2 separate regions of the Macaca mulatta genome follow, and region 2 is linked to region 1. Evidence: chromatin contacts called from public Hi-C data. All regions are on one chromosome and are shown on one strand. The core of a region is the stretch at or near the end of the contact, and the rest is flanking DNA. Distances in the headings are between cores, read along the strand shown. Region 1 holds the start of LRP11 (LDL receptor related protein 11). Region 2 holds the start of LOC695031 (retinoic acid early transcript 1E).

Region 1 (4,399 bases), core at 224-2,723:
CACCACGCCCGGCCTTAAAGTTTCCTATTTTCAATGAAAATCAAGTCCCTTCTTTTCACTTTTTATAAAAGGGAGCAGTAGTTTTCCTCCCATTTTTGTATGATGAAAGCCACCGCAAGCAGTCAGGAGAGCCACGTTAAGAAACAGGAGTGGGTGTTATAAGAAGCCCGGCATCTAATTAGATTTTGCTCTTGCAATTACGTAATAGAAACCATGCCTTATACAACCCATGAGACTAAAACAAACTTTTTTCTCTGAGTTTTTCTCCTCTTTTAAATCATATTTCCACGAATCCTCTCAGATCAGCCTTCCTCTTCAAGCCTAGAAAAATTCCAGTAGCACCTCAACGCGCCCCCCCACTTCTGCCAATCTACTGGGCTTCCTCTTAAGACAGAAAAACCCATGCCGGAAACTCCTCTGGGTGCCCGCGGCTAAAATAACTTGACACCAGTGTGTTTCGTTCCAACTTGGCGAGGGCGCTGCGGGACCCGAGCGCTCTGGCCAAGGCCAGCCCCTCAGTCGTGCGCTTACCCAGCCGGGGTGAGGCTCGCGCTGTGGCCAGGGCGGCGCCGTCCGGGGCGCGGCTGAGGCTGTAGCTGCTGTAGCCGCGGTGCAGCGCGAACTTGCAGACGTTGCGGCCGCGCGCCGTGCAGTTGAAGAGGTAGCAGCCGAGCACGGCGGCCGGGGGCGAGGGCCGCCGGGGGAGCTCCACCACGGCCACGGAGCAGCGCGGCTCGGAGCAACAGGCCGCCACGCATTGCCGCCAGCCCCGCACGGCCGCCGGCGCCCGCAGGAAGCTGGCACCCGCCGCCAGGGAGTCCTTGGTGCGGATGATGGCGTCCGGCATGGCGCTGTAGCCGCCGCCGCCCGGACCCGGGCAGTCCTCTTGGGGGCCGCCGCCCGAGCGCAGCTCCAGCTCCAACTCCTCCTGCGGCCGCTCCTGCTGCAGCTGCCGGCGGAACTCCTCCAGCAGCTGCCCCACGCCCGACAGCTGCGCGTGCAGTTCGGACAGCGGCGCCGCAGGCGGCAAGGCCGCGCGGCCGCTCGGCAGCCACAGGCAGAGCAGCAGCAGCCCGCGTAGCGCCCCGTGACGCGGCGGTCGCCGGCGCCGCGAGCCCGCGCTCTCCCGGGCGGTGGAGGCCATGGCGGCCGGCAGCCGAGGGCAGCGAGCCGAGGCGGGGACGCGGGCGCCCGCGAGCGCGGGCCCTGTGCCCCTCCTGCGCGGCCGCGGCTGACTCTAGGCCCCGGCCTCACAGCGCGGCACCCCCGGAACCTGGCTGCTTCCCCGAGGCCGCGGGCGCGCGGGCGCCGGCGTGAACCGCAGTAGCTGGAGGCATAGCCGGCCCAGCCGGGCACCGCTCCTTGCCTTCGCCGGAGGCTGCGCGGCGCTCTGCGCCTCTCCGCCCCGGCCCGCGGCGCTCTGGGTGGCGGCGAGTCGGCTGCGTAGCTGATCAGCACCAGGTGTGCGAACAGTGGCCGCGGCGAGGTGGAGCCTTGGTGAGCCCCGCCCCTCCGCGCGGCCCCGCCCCCGCGCGTCTTGCGCCGGCTCCTCCAGGGCTGGGGGAGCCGGCTCAGGGGAGGGCAGCCTCAGAACTGCTGTACTCCCGCGCCGCTTCCCAGCCAGGGCAGGGTTCATGTCTGGGCCCAGCAGGCTTTAGCAACCAGCTAGACCTGCCCAGGGCGCCTGTCCACAGGGGCCTGGCACTCGGGAGAACAGGGGCAGTGGGAAGGGAGGGCGTCTCTTCAAATCCTCGTGACCCCAGGGACTACTCCAGAGAGGGGGCACGCGCACCTAGGACCACCGTACAGCCTCCTGAGCCCTTCACCTCCAGCGTCCCTGACTTTCCGCATCAGGTTCCCAAGATGTGCTTGGGTAGTACAAAGTGGGGCGGGGTTAGGGGTGGCGGAGTCGGGGCCTGGTGGGGTGGGGGTGGGAAGTACTGAAAGATATTCAGTCTATTTAAAAACACAAAAATCAAGCCTGGTGAGCTGGTGCTCGCCTGTAAGTCCTGAGGCTGAGCTGGGAGGATCGCTTGGGCCCAGGAGTTCGAGACTGCCATGAACTATGATCACACCACTGCATTCCAGCCTGGGGGCCAGAACAAGACCCTGTCTTTAAAAATAAAAACAAAACCCATAAAAAGCAGTCGTTGTGTGTGACAACATGCACTCATATTTCCACAAATATAACTAAAAATCTGAACAGAGCCAACGTGGGGACCTGGGAGTAATCTCTACAACCTGTGACGGAGAGGCGTTTAGCTGTTAGATCACGTAAAATCTCGGGAGTTGTGCTTTAAATGACATAAGGAATAAGAAAATGTCCAACCCAGTGGGGGCTTCACCTTGGAGTTCTAGACTTCTGTGAGCAGCGTCTGCCTCTTGTTTATTTCTGAATCAGTTTCTGTTGATTCATTTTTCTCCTGATTATGGATCACATCTTTATGGTTTTTAGCCTGTCCGGAAATTTTTGCGTGGATGCGCACTTTGTAAGTAGAACATTGTTAAGTGTCTATATTGTAGGAGGGAAAGAATAAATAATTGGATGGGAAAATATCAGTCTCTGCTATGTTTTTATTATCTCCAGAGCTGACATTTAGGAACCCATTGCTTGCAGGTCCAGACCAGAGTGGGAGGTGAAATTAAAAGGCAGAAATAGAAAAGAAATAAAAAAGCTCAATGTTACTCGCCATTCCATGAAAGGGAGAAATTATAAAGTTTTTGCAGGGCTATATTTGAGTGATTTCTGAGGCTGAAAGAAATGGCCTCTTAGCTCTAAAGGCTGTGTCTGGACTGTACCACTTTGACCTGGAGATTCTTCCGCATAGGGGATACTCATCCCATACAACTGCAGTCACTGTAAGATGACCTTGAAACAACATAATGCTTTTTATTTATTATTTTTATTTTTTGCCATAACGTTTGGAGAGCTTGAGCTGGAGAGCTTGAGCAGGATTGTTATGAGGAGAAACTTTCACCAGTGATGAAAATGCTGACTGAGGGTATCATCAAACCCTCCAAGGACTAGTTGTTATATAAATTATTAATATTAAAAATAACATATGATAATATGTAATATTAACTAAGAATTGGATATGATTTCAAAGTTGGCCAAACACTTTCACATACATGATTTTATGTGGACTTCACAGACTTTGACCACCTCACTCCTGCCTCTGGGACAGTGAAAGAGAAGTCAGTACAGAGTGAGCCCTAGCTCACATACTCCGTGGTAGGGAAGTGGACAGGGGAGAGGACAGCATTTCTCAGGTGCATTCATTTCTAAATCTCTCCAGCACCACCAGAGATTTTCCTGCATCTGCAACTTCACAGTAGGCCTTTTTGGGAGAAGTGAACATTATTTAATGTTGTGTTTACTGTGAGCAGTGGTTATTTCTGGGCTGTAAGTTGGGAGTACTGAAGGGGAAATATTGACTTTTATAATTTATAAGACTGTATAGCTGTTGAATTTTTTGTACAATGAGCTTGTTGTAAATTATTTTCTATTTTTTAAAAATAAGTGTTGACATCTGCTTCAGCCAAGAGGGAGCAACAGGGACTGAACTTACTCTGTAGCCTGAAATGAAAAATATGGGAAAAAATGTATGAGACAATGGTTTCAGACATTGAGCAACAGGCAATGCAGGGCCCAAGAGAAGGGAGACAAAGGAAGTGAACATGCTGCTTGCTCCAGCTTGCTGCCTGGCGAGGGTTTCCAAGCTGCAATGCAGACAGGGGAACCGAAATAGCATCTGAGTTGGAAAATAGAGCTGAGAATTCAGGGAGGCCAGGGTGGCTAGAGTACTGGAGAGGAGAGAGTGCAACGGAAGGAGGGAGTTCTGGAGATCTGCGCAGGGTTCCTCTGAGTCTTCAGCAGAAGTTCGACCAGGTACATGCATGTGAGAAAACTTCCCAAGACACAGAGGCAACCGCTAGAAAAAAGCCAGCAGAAAAACTTCTGAGCTTGCACTGGCCAGGCAATATATTCATGTTCTCAACAGCCAGAGTGGAGAAAGCTTGTGATAGAAGAGGCATGAGTTTGAGTAGGAAGGGAAGGGATTACAGAGAAGCACATGAAAACTTCTGCAGTGATAGGTGTGTTCATTATCTTGATTGTGGTGATAATTTCACTGGTGAATACATAGATGAAAGTTAATCAAATTGTATATTTTAAGTGGGTATAGTCAATTATATGTTAATAAGGCTATTTTTAGAAACCAAGTTTCATTGCATTGTGCATTATGATTTATCTTCTTCTTCTTGTTCTCCTTTCTGTTTTTTTCAGAAATAAACTATCTTTGTTTTAAAAGCCTAAACATCAAAACCTTATCAATGGATAGAAGAATTTTTATGTGAGGATGAAAATGGCAGGAAGATATGTTTCTCTTTTATAAGACAG
Region 2 (4,068 bases), core at 672-3,171, 36 kb after region 1:
GCATGTCAGACCCAGAGGGTGACATCCTGTGACTCATGATCACTGGTAAGTGGGTCTGAACCACTGTCCTTTCTTAACTAGATGGAACAGACTTCAAAGAAAGTAACCGTGGACTCTGGGCGGGGCTCTCTCCATGGGGCTGGAGGGATAAGGGGTTGTCTCCTCAGAGGATAGTGGGTCAAGGGTTTGAAGGGGCCCAGGGAAGCACATTTTTTACACATCCCCTACCTGGTTCTCTGGCTGCTAAGGTTAAAGCACCCCAGTTTTGAGGGTGCACTTCCGCCTCTTGGTCTGGATAAGGGGTCTCAAATCTGTCCTGAGTGGAGCCTGTTCTGTACACACCCAGGCCCTGAGAGTGCGGGGAGAGGGACTCGCTGCTACCAACCTACTAGTGCTGCTGCTGTGGGGACACCAGCGGGGGTGGGCCAAGAACAGTGTGTGTGTGTGTTTGTGCCTGCGCGCATATGGGTGCGTGTGTGTGTGTATGTGCATGCGTATGTGTGATATGACCACTGAGTAGCTCCTTAGCAGGGCCAATATTTTCTACAAGTCTGATGACTCACAGGAAGGAGCACAGCAGGCCTGTACTTGGGTCCTGACATCTGGGATGCTGACCTAACACTGAAGAAAAAGAAAGAGCTGCAGATAGGCTGGGAAAAACATAAGGAAATGGGAAGGGGGCCCTTCCACCTTTGTTGCCCTCTGTGGTCCTGAATCCCAGCTTGGCATGAGCCAACATGGGGATGGGAAGGAATAGCCATATTCTAACTGCAAAATGTCAGCTTCAGGCAGTGGCTTCCAAACCGAAATGATGGCTACATATGAAGTAGATTTTTGTTTGTTTTGTTTTTTGAGACCAGGTCTTGCTCTGTTGTCCAGATGGAGTGCAGTGGCATGAGCACGGCTCATTGCATCCTTGAACTTCCGGGCTCAATCAGTCCTCCCACTTCAGCCTCCAGAATAGCTGGGACTACAGGTGTGAGCCCCCACACCCAGCTAATTTTTAAATTTTTGGTGTAGAGACAGGTCTCATCACATTGCCTTGGCTGATCTTAAACTCTGGGCTCAAGCAATCCTCCCTACTCAGCCTCCCAAAGTGTTGGGATTACAGGAGTGAGCCACCACACCCGGCTGAAGTGGAATTTTAATTGAAGTAAGAAGCAGATGATAAGGAAAGAGGAACCAATAATTACATGTAGTCCCCGGAAGCCCGTTGCTATAAAGAACTTTCAGCCTGAAGTCCCAAGAGAGACGAAAATTTTAAAATGAATTGGACTGCATTTTTCAATCCCTGAAAATGAGTCACAGCCTTTTTGTGGCAGTGTGCCCTGGGCTTCTAACCATCCTCTCCCTGCCCAGCTGCCTTGAGATCCCGGCCAATTGTTTCAACACCCAGGCTGGGAATGCCAAGGCCCGGCAGAGCGAGGCTGTGGAAGCCTTGGCATAAGTGGAGGGGACGATCTGAGGGAGAATGAGACAAGAGAAGTTGGAAGGAAGGAGTTAGGGCAGGAGAGCAAGGAGAAATCCCTGTCCCCCAAATTGGAGAGAGGGGCGATTGGGACTCCAGACTGGCGGGAGGCACGGATCCCTGAGTGTTTGGTGTGGAGGCAGAGGACCCGCAGAGCCACCCCTGTCCTCCCTGCCTTATCCAGCGTCCCCGCCCCCACACCCCCAGCAGCTCCCCCAACCCCACTTTTACTTCATTGCCCCTGGTTCTCTCACCACCCAAGCCCCTGCTTTCCTCCTTCACTCCCAAACATGCACATGTTCTCTCTGCACTGGTGTTTGGAACACCGGCCACCCTCCACCCCACTACCTTGTGCCAGCAGGAGACGTTTGTCCTTCTGCCGTCTCTAGGATGGAGAGGCCTGAGGTGACTGCTTTCTTCCTCAGAGTCTCTGGGCAAACTCTCTGAGGAGCAGAAAACAGTTCAGTCTCCCTGGGCGTGGAGAGGCCGGCCTAGCAGAACACCCACCCAGCATGCAAACCTGGTGGGGCCACCTGTCAACTGTCACGTGTAAGTGATTCTAGGACAGGGCTCCTCGTCAGGAACTGGGTCCAGTTCAGTACTAGATTCGTCATCAGTAAATGGACCAAGACCAGGCTCAAGTCCCAGCCACGAAATTCTAGAAAGGACTTAATGTAATTTTAGCAGTTGTTGGAGACCAGCATGTAATGGCACACATATGTTTTCCTTAATAGGCCTAGGTGGGGGACCCCACCTTTTTTCAGGGTTTAGGCCTCTGCAGGTCCTGGCCTGGCTGTGACAGTGGCCCTACCTCATGTCCGGTGGGTGCTGGCGCCCTCTGTTGCCTGGTTTCTGTGCGAACACGGCACTACCGTCCTGCACTCTGGAGGCCTGGAGCTCCTGCCCGCTGAGCTCCTGTTCCCACTGTGTGTCGCTCAACCTCACTGTTTTCTTCTTGCAACTCCATTCCCCTCCGCAACTGGAAGACCAGCTCTTCTCCTGAGTCTTCCTTAAAAGACACCCTGCCTACTTCCTTACAAAGCCCCCACCAAAGTAACACCAGCTACTTGTGAATATAGCCAACTTTACTGAAGGTTTAGAGGTTGTGTGGTAAGGCTGTGAAGAATTAAAAAAAAAAAAATCACCTATTTGCAGGACCTCTTTCTTATCTCTTCTTTGGACTAGAAATAAAATATCTATGATTTGACCACACTGTCATCTAGTACTTGACCCTGGTTCTAGGCCACTGTCCTCCTGGCCAGGGTGATTGCAGTCCTGCCCTCCTTGGTTCTCCATGCCTGTCCCCACCTCCCAAATGACTACAGAGCAGCCAGAGTGATCCTTCAGAACCTCACCACTCATACCCCTCCTCTGCTCCAAACCCTCCAAAAGTGCCCCTTTTCTCTCAGTAAAACCAAAGTCACTATAGACACTTAGAGAACCCTGCGCAGTCTGGTCAGCTGTCCTCTATGCCCCCTCGCTTGCTCAGTTCCGACCTCCACCCTCGGCCTCCTTGCTGGTCTTCAGAGCCCTGCAGATGTCCCCATGCCTTGGGACTTTGCGTTGCCCTCCCCTCAGCATAGACTGCCTTTCAGGCATCTGCCCAGCTCACTCCCACTCCTGCTTCCACGCCTGGTTCTCCCTGCCCCTCCCATTTGGAATCCTTGTGTTCATTTCTTTCTTTCTTTTTAAAAATTGTGGTATAATTCATGTAACACGATTTTTCATCTTAACCATTGTTAAATGTAAAGTCCCCTATTTCATAATGCGAGACCTCTGCCTGCCCAGGCCATCCTGGACCTTCTTCACCTGAACTTGTTCCCCTAAAGCAATGACCACTTTAAACATAACTTTAGTAAGCCAGGCCCGGTGGCTCATGCCTGTAATCCCAGCACTTTGGGAGGTCAGGGCCACTGGATCACCTGAGGTTGAGAGTTTGAGACCAGCCTGGCCAACATGGTGAAAACCCATCTCTACTAAAAATACAAACATTAGCCGGGTGTGGTGGCCAGCGCCTATATTCCCACCTACTCGGGATACTGAGGCAGGAGAATCACTTGAACCCAGGAGGCGGAGGTTGCAGTGAGCTGAGATCATGCTACTCCTTTGCAGCCTGGGCAACAGAATGAGACTCTATCCCAATAAATAAACAATCAAGCAAACCTTATTAGCTTTTAATTGTGGCTGCAACAAATTACTGCAAACTTAGTGGCTTAAAACAGCACACATTCATTCCTTTACTATTCTGGAGCTCAGAAGTCTGAACAGTCTCACGGGGCTAACGTCACTGTGCTGTCAGGGCTGTGTTCCTTCGGGACGCTCTTGGTGAGAACCTGTCTCCTCCTCGCCTTTTCCAGCTGCTCCAGCTGCCCACATCCATGGCTCAGGGCCCCATTTCCTCATCTTCAAAGGCAGCTCCACCAGGCTGAGTCCTGGTTCACACGAGAACTCCACCCCTGCCTGGCTGGTTCTCCCAGGGCAGCTGATCGGCCACATTAACTCCGTCTGCAGCTTTCACCGCCCTTTCCATGTACCCAACACAGAGGTTCCAGGGACTGGATCTGCCATCCTGGGGGTTGGAGAGGGAATTATTCTGCCCA

Evidence for each region. A called contact is a pair of places that touch in the nucleus more often than the background predicts.
Region 2: a Hi-C map of cortical neurons shows a contact between it and region 1, with 3 times the contacts expected there. The contact joins the promoter of LOC695031 here to the promoter of LRP11 in region 1. A contact is called at or near these places in 8 of 14 Hi-C or Micro-C datasets (CD4 T cells, blood, cortical neurons and 4 more).

What each region holds. Positions count from the first base shown.
Region 1 is chr4:68,374,263-68,378,661 of T2T-MMU8v2.0, forward strand. LRP11 (LDL receptor related protein 11) reads right to left here and starts at 1,474. Exons shown (of 7, transcript XM_028847205.2): 1 at 532-1,474. The coding sequence starts at 1,144.
Region 2 is chr4:68,410,103-68,414,170 of T2T-MMU8v2.0, forward strand. It overlaps LOC695031 (retinoic acid early transcript 1E), which reads right to left and starts at 1,922. Exons shown (of 7, transcript XM_077999519.1): 1 at 1,817-1,922.